2 separate regions of the Hordeum vulgare genome follow, and region 2 is linked to region 1. A link is a contact called in public Hi-C data. All regions are on one chromosome and are shown on one strand. Each heading gives the region's core, a stretch centred on a gene start, on an enhancer-like site or on the middle of the called end of the contact. The rest is flanking DNA. Distances are from core to core; before and after follow the strand shown.

Region 1 (6,218 bases), core at 2,195-4,694:
CTTAGGCCTCTAGTCGAGATCCTCCCTAGGAGTGTCGACCATTTAGACGTCGTAAGTAGATGTAGCGGCCCACTTCCCTATATGGGGTGCAGCCTTGGGAGAGTATGGTTCATAAGCGATGAGGTCTTCCTCGGCCATACCGAGGGCGGCGTCGGCTCTCTAATCGAGCGCGTCGGTTAGATCTTCAACTGTGGCGACTAGATGGGTGGTGGGTGGGACGAAAATTTTCTGGTTGTTGGTTTTACATCCGGTCTGATCATAAACTGCACATGAGATCGCCAAGTTCTGGATCCGTTCGAGTACCTCGTTTATCTACGAGATCTCCGTCGCATTCAAGGCCTGGCGATTGGTCGGGCTGATGTGAAAAAGCTCATTCGGGCCGCCCATCGTTGGCCCGTTATCCGAAGCCTCATTGGCCAACTCCAGTTCCAGGGTCGGGCAGACTCCTCGGGGGTGGCCATCGGATCCAAAGTGGAGTTTGGCTCAGGGCGATTGTCTGAGGTGGCACAGACGAGGCCGGATGCGACGGATCCCAGATCCATCTCTAGGGCGGCTTCCATAAGGAGATCGGATGCATGAGTTAGATCGGAGATTGGTTGCGGGGTGTTGGCACCCGGGAGTTCCTCGGATTGGACTGCGGCTTCTCCCGATAAGACTAATTCCCGTGGGCATCAACAATGTACATCGAACCCCCGAACATGATGACTTGATTTGAGGCGAAGGTGTCGATGCGGCCTAGATGGCCACTAGGGGTGGCGTGTAATACTACACTGTCGAAGGCGAAAAGCTGGCCACAAACAAAAGCGCGACCGTAGTTGATGGTGCTGTTGAATTGCAGAGGAGCCATCAGTCCTAATGATATCACATCAGGCTCTCGGTGGAAGCACCAATGTCGGTGTCAAAACCAACAGACCTCAGGTAGGGGGCAAGCTATGAGGTCACACAAAGGGTAACAGGAGCTGAAGAACGGGAAGCTTTCACCCAGGTTCGAGCCCTCTCGATGGAAGTAAAACCCTATGTCCTGCTCTTGTTGTATTGATATTGTAAAGATTACAGAGTTGATCTACCTCGAGATTGTGAATTTGCGCGCTAAACCCTAGGGTTATGAAGTTGTGTATGGATATCCTCTACAAACAAAACCCACCGGTTTGTATAGGCACTGGGGATATCTAGGGTTACATAAATGTCGGTTATCACCTATGCGTTATACGTCGAACGGAATCCTTCTCCCTTGGAGCGCACACCAAGTCTTCGACGAAATCATGGATGCACACGCCTCGTGCAAAGACTCCAAAGTCCTTCCTCCAAGTTGAGCCCCTAACGTGACCCACAAACTAACTCACCTCGGCTGGGACCCCCTAGTCCAGGACTCCCTCACCTGGGTAAAATCATTGTGTTCTTTGTCTCCTGTTACCTTCGATCCGATCTCACAATTCGGGCCCCTACCAAAGGTTTGTCACTTTTGACACCGACATCGCCGGAAGCCAAATCCGGCTATTTAAGACGGTCGATGTACCCCAACCCTAGCACATCCACCTCCTCCCTCTCTATGTCGCCACCTGATCCCGTCTGCCTCCTCTCCCCCGCTCTCACTTGTTCTCCGAAGTCGCCATGGTCTGACACAAGATCACCACCTACGCGATGCTCATGTCGAAGCGCTAGATGCAGATCGAGGCGGAGATCCACGCTAGGATCTCCGCCCGCATCGTTGCGGTTCTACCTTCGGACTCGCCGGAGCCGGAGGAGGAGGAGGAGGATCGGCAGTCGGAGGAGGAGGTGGGAGAGCAGCTGCCGGAGCCGATGGATGTGGTAGATCCGTAGGAGGGCGAGGCGGAGTAGCCTACTCCAGGGTCGAACATGACGGAGGCGGAGGCGGAGTTCATCGAAGCCCAAGCCGAAAAGACGGCGGGGCAGCAGGTCATCCTCGAGTCCATCCAGGATGAGGCCGATGTGGAGGCCAACCGGCAGTTCCTCTAACATAAGCACGCGGAGGTCGATGCGCTATTCGCCGAACTCGAGGCGGAAAAGGAGGAGGAAGAGGAGGAGGCCAGAGCAGAGCAGTCGGAGGGGCGGAGCTCCAGCTGCCATGCATGTATCCTTTGAAGGACACATAGGTAGTCGAAATCTTCGACGAGGAGTAGCTAAGTGATCTATCTACGTAGTATGTATGGTTTTTAGTTTGCATGCTTTTACATGAATATAAAAAGGATACAACTATGCAGCGGCGCCGCATGCACATGCACCACATAAAAGAATCTTTTAACTCTTGAAATTCAAAAAGTTTTATCTTTAAAACCGTTAATTCAATCGATGATCTGTTTTCACCGTTGGCTTTGTCGCGACAAGATCTTCGAAACTAGATCCCATGTCGACATGTTTCGACAAACTTTTTTTCCTTCCGTAATTGTCACATTGTTCCACTCACTTGCTTTATTATTAACCACTTATTTGCCCAATAAAAATAACTTAATTGCCATATTTTTTTTATGTCGTTTCGTGCAAAGATTGTCGATCTCACGTGATCATATATTTTTTTTGCTCGTACTTAATCACCATGTTTTTTGGAAATTACGTATAAATATGACATCTCGACATAATCGAACGGGCAAGCACAAACAACTTTTTTAGAACGATAACGTGCAAAAATATGACAACTCAACATATTTAAAACCGAAGGCCACAAAAAATCTTTTTTTTTTTGGTAATTGTTAGTAAATATGACAACTCGGCGTAGTTAAACTAGCAAGCACACAAAATCTATACACACAGTTATCAAGTTAACAATTAAGTTAATTAAATATGACTATTAAGTGTCTCATAATCTAACAACTAAATAATAATAATCTGGCAACTATCGATGAAAAAAAAAGTTGTCGAAACATGTCGACATGGGATCTAGTTTTGAAGATCTCGTTGCAAGAAAGCTAACGACGAAAACGGATTGTCAATTGAATTTATAGTTTAAGAGATAAAACTTTTTAAAAATTCAACACTAAAAAAATCTTTGCTAGTCCACCGGCTGCACGCCAACGCAGCCGTGCACACGCTCCTCATTAGAATTTCCCATATAAAAATCTAGTAAGAGGTGTTCGAATCCTTAGCTGTTGTGCTACTGTATTTTTGAGAGATTCTCCTTCATTCTTTTCGAGCTCAATTAATCTGTTTGGAGCACAGCGGCCAGGCCGAGGGGTCGCTGCCGGTGATGCGGAGTCATGGGACGGTGGCGTTGGCGGTGGCGACGTACGGTCAAAAGACACCACCCTCCGATCAGCGCAACGGCGACCGGCGAGGCGCATATCTTACTGCCTGCCTGCCTGACAAGGCACGCGCGCGTGCGGCGACGTTCGTGCCACTGGCCCGACGCCGCCCTATCTCAGCAGTGATGCGTGCACGAGACAGGCACATGGGCGAAGGAGGTTGCAAAAAAAGAAAACTTGGTGGCATTGCATGTGAGAGACGGCTTGACAGGTGGGAGTAGGACAATCATAGAGCACTCCCGCTTTAATAAGTAGGAGCGCTCCTAATCATCACATGTGGATTTCTCAGCCCTGCAAAAAGAAGAAACATGTGGATTTCTTATAGGAAATAAAATAAGTTTCTTGTTTCGCTTTACAATCCTTGTTTCGTTTGGTGGCCAAGCTAAACTGACCAGTCACCATCTCAGTCATCACACACAAATATGTCACTTTCACACGGACAGCTCCTTTGTATAGGAAGGTCTCAGTTTTAGTTTTTCTTTTCTGGACTATATGGTTTTTATGCTTTTGTTACCACAGGTGAACTTTTCTTAGGGGGGGGGGGGGGGGGGGGGGGGGGGGGGCAAGTGAAATTCTAGAACATTCGCACATATGAACTGATTTTGTACAAATTATGATATTGGATCAAAGTTTTTGAAAAACACGTTTTAAGGATCGATTTGAGACGCGGACGAACATACCCCTTAGACTTATACTGTAAAATCGAATATTCATTTATATTTTTTTCCATGTCTTTTTCTTCCTCTCGTTCGTGTCTATAGACACACACAAAACAGTCAAATGTGAAACTGTTTGTGTCGAGGACAGCGCACGAAGCTAGTTTATCTGTGGTCGGATCGATCCAGGAGCTAGCTATTACGTGGCTGGAACGATCCAACAGCTTGCTAGCTAGCTAGCTCTTTCGTGTCCGGATAGATCCAACAGCTATCCAGCAACTCCTCCTTCATTGTCGTGGCGAGCTCCCCCGTAGTAGCTCGAGTTTCCGGCGAGTTTTCGACAAGATTTCGATGAGTACCATGGTCGAAGGTCATCGGAGCCCGTGTGCGCACGGCAAAAATTTCTTGTCACGTAGCGTTGACCGGTTTACTGAACCTCTTCAGTTTTGCCTCCAAATCTATAAGTAAAAGGATAGCAGGAATGAATTCTTCGGGGCCTATATTTTTTTACGGATTTGACCACTGACTCTATTTAAGGTGTTTTTGACACTGCGGAACTGAAAACTTCAATTCATACGGATTTGATCATTTTTAAAGGGGTTGTTAGAGTTGCTCTAAGTTTCTGATCCATATTAATTAACATACATAAAAAATCATAACATTTTTATTTTTAATATGATTTTTGTATCTAAGTTTCAGAAGAACGGATTTATCCATACATATCCCATAGTAGACTAGACACTGACAACCCGGCCAGACGGCTCGAGCATGAAAGCCTAGTATCCGAGTCACATTCGACCTCCACTTCTTTTCAAATGCTCGGAAGAAGTCTGAAATGGCTAATAACTACTCCCTCCGTTTACAGGTATAAAATGTTCTAACTTTTTTTAAAATTTGATGTACATAGCCACGTTTTAGTGTATTTGTTCATTCATTTTAATCTGTATGTAGTTCATACTTAATATTCAAAACAACTTATATTTGTGAACGGAAGGAGTAATATTTTATTTGAAAATAGATGTATCCAAATATTATATATAAATAATTAAACTTTAAAAATAAAAGTGTACCATACCCCACTGACAAACTTCTTAAATATGATATTTTCCCTAAGTTATATCACTTATTTCACTCGCAGGGATCCCAACTTATTCTTCTTCGACTAAGGGCTCCGGAAGAATCAAGCGAGGGTCTCGATGGTTCTAAATTGTGAAGAAAATGCGCCGCTCTTGGAAAAGATAGGAGTGAAAATTCAACTTTGCTACAGTGTAGATAAGCCTCTCTGGTCAAGAGGAAAGACATGGCAAGCAAACGCCTCGGCAGATGCGAAAACCAGTTCCTAAGGTCAAATCCCCTTTGCCGAGGAACCAGCAGGGGAGGCCTGCAAAGCAGCCACACTCGTCAAACTGTTTGACATTTTCTGGCCATGCTGAATTGCTGGTACATAAATATGCTACTCAAAGTGTAGTTAGCAAGCCACGTCAATTAGTAAAACATGAAGAGAGAGAACAATTCAAGAGTTGTTTCCAAAAGACAAGGCAACGGTTTGGTTTGGTTTGGCCAAACACATTGCGACCTACGTACTGCTGTACCACGCATGCCCCCAAAAGAAAAGACACGAGGCTGTTTGATTAGTGTCCAACTTGTGCCTATAATACTGTTTGGGAGCTCACACTTTGAAGCAATCGGTCGTCAAACTCCCAACCTTTTGGTCGTCAAACCTTCTGCCAAACACGCACACTCACATTACAAAACCATACGTTGATCGTAAGACACACCATGAAAGGGAGACAAATAGGGTGCTGTTGGATACGGAGTACTACTTATTTATTAGTTTGTGTGAGCAGCAGAACTGTTGGGATCCGAGAGTTGAAAGCCTGGGATGGCCATGCCTCAAACTTCAACGTTCCATGTTGGTGGATTTGAAGCCCCAAGAAATGCATGCGAATGACAAGCGCTTGCATGCATGCTGGAGATGCTGCTACACAGCCATGCTCTCGTTTTTCTTCGTCGTCTCCTCTTTGCATGCATGGCTCACGTCTCCTTTTTGACGTTTTGCCAAAGACCCCTGTTGCGTCGCATGCTTGTCCTCGAATCTTTTACTATTCTCTCCTCTCAAGTTTACTTCTAGTACTGTGGAAACCTCTATTCTAAGCGTGCCTTGTCACTGACACATGTAGGAGTACATGCTTGCTGGGACCCGGGGTGCGCCTGTCAGGAACGAAGACTTGTGTGCACCAAAAACACCACGCCTCAGGTCAGTCAATAGGCGGACTACTCGAGTGCATGGCAGATGTCAGGGCGC
Region 2 (6,218 bases), core at 2,583-5,082, 190 kb before region 1:
CTCAACCCCGAGGGTGAACTACTCCCTCTTTGACTTGGATACCGTCGGGATGATGAAGATGGCCTCCGGTGATGATTGCCCCCTTTGGTAGGGTCCTGGAACAGGGCTCTAGATGAGTTTTCTTAGGTGGTGGAGCGGAAGCTCTCGGTTAACTTATGAGGGTTTTGGGATTTATAGGATTTTCAGCATTGGAATCAGGTGGACTGGAGCCACGGGATGGACCCAAGCCATGAGAACGTGCCCAAGGGGTGGGCACACCCTGTTGGCTTGGCACCAATATGTGGCCCCCTTTAATGGTTCTTCGCTCCGGTATTTCTTATTTGCTCCAGAAAAAATCATCAAAAAGTTTTGGGACATTCATTGGTGCATGCTTGATGTTGTCAAAGGCTTTAGTGAAATCAAGTTTGAGAAAACAACTCTCCTTGCAAGATGCATGTTATTAATGTAGAAAATCGAATGACCATGCGAGACAATCATGTATAGTCCTCCCCTTCGAGAATCTGTATTGGTTTCTTTGCATGATTCCAGGATCAATCTTTGAAGATGGTTATCCTGGAGCTTTGTGATCACCTTAAGACATAAGTTTAGTAGTGTAATTGGGTGACAATCGTTAGGTGACTTAGGGTAATGGACTTTAAGGATGGTTGTTATGAAACCTACATTTTTACTAGTGTAATTGGGCGATAATCGTTGGGTGACTTGGGGTAATGGACTTTAAGGATGGTTGTTATGAAACCCACATTTATTCTTTCCAGATCCAGTTACCACTTTGGAAATTGTCGCATAGCTTGTATAAATCATGCTTAATAATGTGTTAACAAGACTCCAAAAAGCAACCATTGGACTGTTCTGAGCACGGTGATCGGTTCTCCGACATCTTCTAAACCACCTTGTCTATTTCATCACGTGAGAATGAAAAGGACAGATCCTCCTGACTCTCCACCTTGAAGATTATCTCGGCGATATCAAACTTAATGTTAGTGTCAATGGGTTGTCCCAGATGCTCTCATAATTCATCATACAAAGCAGCCTCTTTGTCGACGTGATCGGGCACAACCGTGTGATCTGGCATGTTAAGAGAGGCAAGTGAGTTCAAGTGGAATCTCTCCATGGCAATCACATGAACGAAACTCGTATTACCATCACCAAATTTAAAGTATCTCAATGTGCACCTTTTTCTCCAATATTGTTGTTTGTAATCCGACAACTTAAGCGAATGTTCCTTGATGATAATTCCGAAGTTTGTTTCTAGGGTGGTGAGGACCCTTCTATGCTGTAGGCCATCGATCTGCAGAAGTACCCAATTTTTGTTCTCGATCAGTACACCGAGCCTAGAGATACTTCTACTCAAATTCTTAAGGTCACATTGCAATTTCTTTAGCTTTTGAAACGACAAGGCCACCGATTTGTGTGCAAAACAATGTTTATTCCATGAGTTCTGGACCACATCGAAGAATTAGTGGTGATTTACCCAGAAATTCTCAAACCTAAAGACTTTGTATTTGTGTATTGAGGATTCAATGACAAAACACGCGGGGTGTGATTCGACATAGGTTTGCATTTTGGCATAACTTGCGTACTGGGGCTTGGTCCTCCAATTAACAAACGTGAAAAACCAACCAAACGGGGATGAACTCGATGTGTATGTTGCCGATTTGAGGGTGTCGCGAGGGAGAAAGAGAGGGGGTGATGGATCGAGGGCGGCTCTTTTCTTGTAGTGGAGATAAGAACACAATGGGGTGTTGTTCATGTGTGTTGTTGAGGGTGGCGTGTGAGGTGGTGCGCCAGGAGCAATGGCTCGGCCTCACTCATGGGCCTCATACTGGCCTGACGAGTTGCGCGCGTTATGGAGGCCGGGTGGGATCGACAGGGCTCGTTGCTATCGCATCTACCTCACGTGTTTCGCGTGCTTGGACACACACGAGGGAGGCGTGGGATCGTTCAGATCTGTTTCTAATGAACGATCAGTCACAAGATTTCGATGTCCTATTTTAAGATATCACTTCATTTCTAACGAGCTAATGGGTCGAGAGGGAAAGTATCTGATGATTGGTTACCTATAAATGATCCTACAATTCTAACCTTCATAAAGTAAATTTAGACATTTAAAAAAATTATGATTTTTCTAGGGTTCACAAGACATGATTTTACAAGCGCTAAAAAATCATATCTAAATTTGAAGTTACCATGGAGAGACAAAATTGAAAATCTAACATGAATAGTGCCATAACATGTAGCCCTTCGGTTGTGCTCAAGAGACTCAAGGAAATTATGGTAGCTCGCCTATTGTCGGTACCGCTGCAAGTCTACCCCATCTTCTGTGGCCTTAGGCCATGGAGGAGCGGTGAATCTCGGCCCTTGCCGGCCAGAAGGCTCCAACTCCATTTTAGGTGTCTTTTTGTATCCGTTTGGTGTTTGTGTCCTGCTGAGGAAGTCGAGGCGATAAAAGCTTCCTAAAGATGAAATAATTTTCTCCCCGCCTAGCCATGTCCAGGTGGTGCGTCTAGCCTTGTCGGAGGGCGTGTGGAGGTGTGTCTCCGGTGAATCTCATGGGATTCGGTCGACATTTCTCTTTCAGTGAATCCGCTTGGATTTGATTTTCATTTGTGTGCGCCCGTGTGTCTACATGTTAGATCCTTTCAATTTACGATTCTCTTCATCGACGACGATTCTTGTTCTTGTGTATTGGTCCTATGGTATCTTAGCACGATGACTTTTCGACTCTCTATCACAACAAGGTTTGGTCGGGTGTGACGAGGAGGTAGGAGTGATGATGGCGACCAGGCTTTGACTCGCTCGAGTGATTGTAGTCATCGCTAGGTGGTCTACGGATTTAGATGTATTACCTGTGGTGGTCATTCTACTATCTTGACAAGTGATGGATAGATCGGAAATTTTCTCGAAAAAAAATAGTGCTATAAAAAGGCAATAGCAAAAAATGTCACTATCCACATATATATTTTTCTTTTGTTTCTCAATGTTTATTTCGAATTTGCGTCTGAATTTTTTAGGGGTCCTAGACTAGGTTTTGTGAACATTCACAATTTTTTGGTAGAATATTTAAATTATTCAAATTGGTCTTTTTTTGAAATGAAAGATGGGAGCATGTCGGAATTGGTATCTCTGGATACTTTCCCTGGGTATAGACTAGTGAGCAGAGACTTACAGTACGTATGTAGCCGTCTAATTTTCTGGGCGTACGTGTGTTCCATGCCACATGTAGTAGTATATCTATAATACAATTTCTTTGCCCCGGAATGTGTTCCATGATGGCCATGTGTTCCGTGGATGCAAATCAGTTCTTCGCCTCCGAGCCACCACTAGTACAGCACTGTAGCCACAGGCATGGTCACTTCCAAGACGCAAAACCATTTTTTCATTTCCCATACGCGAACTAAGGCCGGATATGCAACTGCAGGATACGATATGGTGCAACGAATGTGGCGGAAGAGGACAAAACCGAACAAGAAGGACAATGATTCCACGGAAGATTAGATCTCCGATCCCCTGCGGCACTCCTGCAGTCAGTGACAACTGACAACTGATGACCAGGCAAAGGACGGGAATCAAAGGCTGACAAGCAAAGTGACTTCACATCATCTTCGAAAATTGGATAGCATCTACTATATCTCAAATGATTGCGTCCACGGTATCATATGGAAGCGTACGCTTTAATTTCCTTATCCGAGGAGGGAGCCAATGATGCGGTGCCGTGCCGATCACATCAGGCATGCCGTGGATGAGATCAGTAGGCATCTAGGAGTAGCTACGCTCTCCACCACCACCACCACCACTCCGCCAGGATGAGTGGATCGCGAGGAATGCCCTGATAAAGATGGCGATCAAACGTAAAGAGTGCGATCGGGCTCTGGGCCTACGGGCGGATTTGCGTGCCAATCTTAGTTTTGGCCACTTCCGGTTGGTACCTACGGACCTACCTACTCGCTGTGGGTCGATGGATGCGCATGAACATGATGCTTCTCGGGGACGCTTGCAATTGCGGCGCACACATTCTCCTCGTGCGAGATCGACTGATCGATCGTTGGCCCACCGGCATTGTACCACACAGATCTGCTAAGGCTCGACTGAGCTAAACATCCCACCTAGTAGCTGTAGCGCGATCCTCTTTTGCCAGGTCCTGGCCGCTTTTCTCGCCCGAGGGTTGTGAAGCAAGGAAGGGAGAAATGAATGTCCCAACTCCCAACTGTATTTAGGAGCCCTTTGATAGCCGGCATTAAGGTTTAGCCAGACCCGCGCATAATGATTTTGACTTATTTGATTGTTCAGGGCACATTAAAAAAATTAGCTCGCACGAAATATAAAGCATCTATGCGCATGCATACCAAAAACGGTCGAATCAGATGTTTTTTTAGAGCCAGTCCCAAGCGTTGCAACCCGAGGCACGTGGGTGTGGACGGTTTGTACGCGTTGATGCGGAATCGAGACATCATGTTGTTTCCCGAAGCTCCGACATAAACTACCGTCAATTTCCTCCCCTCACAGCTCTCTTCCCCTCTTCCCCACTCACATCAACGGCGGTGAGCACCAGAGCCTAGACGCCTGCGAGCATGGGATTGACCAGCGCATCGGCAATGGCGATAAGACCTTATCCTCTTTTCGATTTACTGATTGGCATAAGGGAAACACGGCCGATGAATCCTAGAATCCACCGGTTTCACATGGTCCTTTTTGGATTACCAGTGGGTGAGGATTTTGGTAAAACAAACTTACAAGCATCGATCCTAGCAGCGGCAACCTTGAAGTCGCTTAGAAGGGGGGGTAGCTTTTTTCTTGTCTTTCCACCTCCTCCACAACACCATTTGGAATCTCGTCCTCGTCGTTTTCGCTATGAATGATGGGTCTTGCACAGTCGTGTGCCGCCGGCACCTGAACACCATTTGTAGCGCATAGTGGTCGTCCTCTGGCGCCGTGTAACATCCGGACACACCCGTCGATGGTCGTTACTCGTGGCGGGATCTAGACTGGCTCCAAAGATCAATACTAGTCTTTTCTGCACAGTTTGTCCACACTCATGCGCACCCGGGACCAACTTCCCAATCGGTCACCCATCCTAAATCTACTCCAAGCCAAACACGCTTAACCTGGGAGTTCTCTTCGAATTGGCTCCCGGAAAAGAAGGAATTCATTATTGGTATGAGTAGTCTATCATCCCTAATATGACCACCATTTGTAGTGCATAGTGGTCGTCCTCCGGCGCCACCAACGTCCTAGTTGAGAATGTTGTGGCACGCTGGTTTTGAAGAGCCTTGTACCCCTTGTACTTGGCTCATCTTGCCCTCTGACCAGGAACGCTACAGTTGGCCCAGCGAAGGATGTCCGCCAACACAGTGCCCTTTGCTGCGTTAGGGATCAACACATTTGACTCCTTCATCATCGCCTTCTTGACCATAGTGCCTGCCTCCTTATGAATGCCTTTGATGCTAGTGAAGTTCGAGCACACTTTCATGGTGGTCTCGAACATGGTGCGGTCAGATTGGTATGAGTGTGGTGATGGGTAAGTAGGGTGGGTAAATATAGAAGCTTTGGATGGTAGGAATGGATGCATGTTGATCTTTGAACTTCATGTTGTTCATAATGCACGGAAGTAGGTGGTGGCGGCCGAATAGAAGGGCAAGGAGGTGGTGCCCCATTGGACAAGCGCAAGGAGGTGGTGCCGCCGTTGGATGACAACATGGTGGTGGAGGAGCCCCCAGTGGCAAGCGGAGGAACTTCGATCACTACCACGAGAAGGCACAATCAACCCATTTATGCAAGTTGATCCCTTGCCCCGAAGCTGGAGTGCCTTCCTATGCCTCTAGAGTTCATGAAGCATTTCCCTGCTGCCCCTTAGGACTTCAAGTTGAAGATAAACACCAATTGCGTATGGAGGGTCATGGTCCGGGTGATCAACGACATGGTCACCTTTGATCAAGGTTGGGCCCCTTTGTCTTCTTTCACTAGATCAAAATTGGTTACATGGCCATCTTCAAGCTGCTGACTACTCTCACCACTACACGAATCAGGCATTTTGCCGTCAGGGCGTTACAGACGGCAAAGATTTTGTTGTCAGCCCCTGACGGCAAAGATTTTGCCATCAGCCCCTAAAGGCAAATAATGTCCGCATACACCATGCCCGCAAAGGGTAATTTTGCCATCAGCCGTCGTTCAAGTAGACGACAAAGATTTGGTCGTCAATAAAAACTTCCAAACGGCAAAAA

Evidence for each region. Hi-C and Micro-C count contacts between places; a contact is called where the count stands out from the background.
Region 2: a Hi-C map of leaf shows a contact between it and region 1, with 2.9 times the contacts expected there. The contact joins two enhancer-like sites. A contact is called at or near these places in 3 of 6 Hi-C or Micro-C datasets (leaf and seedling).

What each region holds. Positions count from the first base shown.
Region 1 is chr3H:536,804,792-536,811,009 of MorexV3_pseudomolecules_assembly, reverse strand. No RefSeq gene overlaps it. Among protein-coding and RNA genes, the nearest start is that of TRNAQ-UUG, 9.4 kb to the right of the region's middle. Within about 2 kb of position 3,444, at least 2 of the 3 cell types and tissues checked have open chromatin away from gene starts, as enhancers often do. A contact at or near this core is called in leaf, where this site is marked.
Region 2 is chr3H:536,990,870-536,997,087 of MorexV3_pseudomolecules_assembly, reverse strand. No RefSeq gene overlaps it. Among protein-coding and RNA genes, the nearest start is that of LOC123440472, 100 kb to the left of the region's middle. Within about 2 kb of position 3,832, at least 3 of the 3 cell types and tissues checked have open chromatin away from gene starts, as enhancers often do. A contact at or near this core is called in leaf, where this site is marked.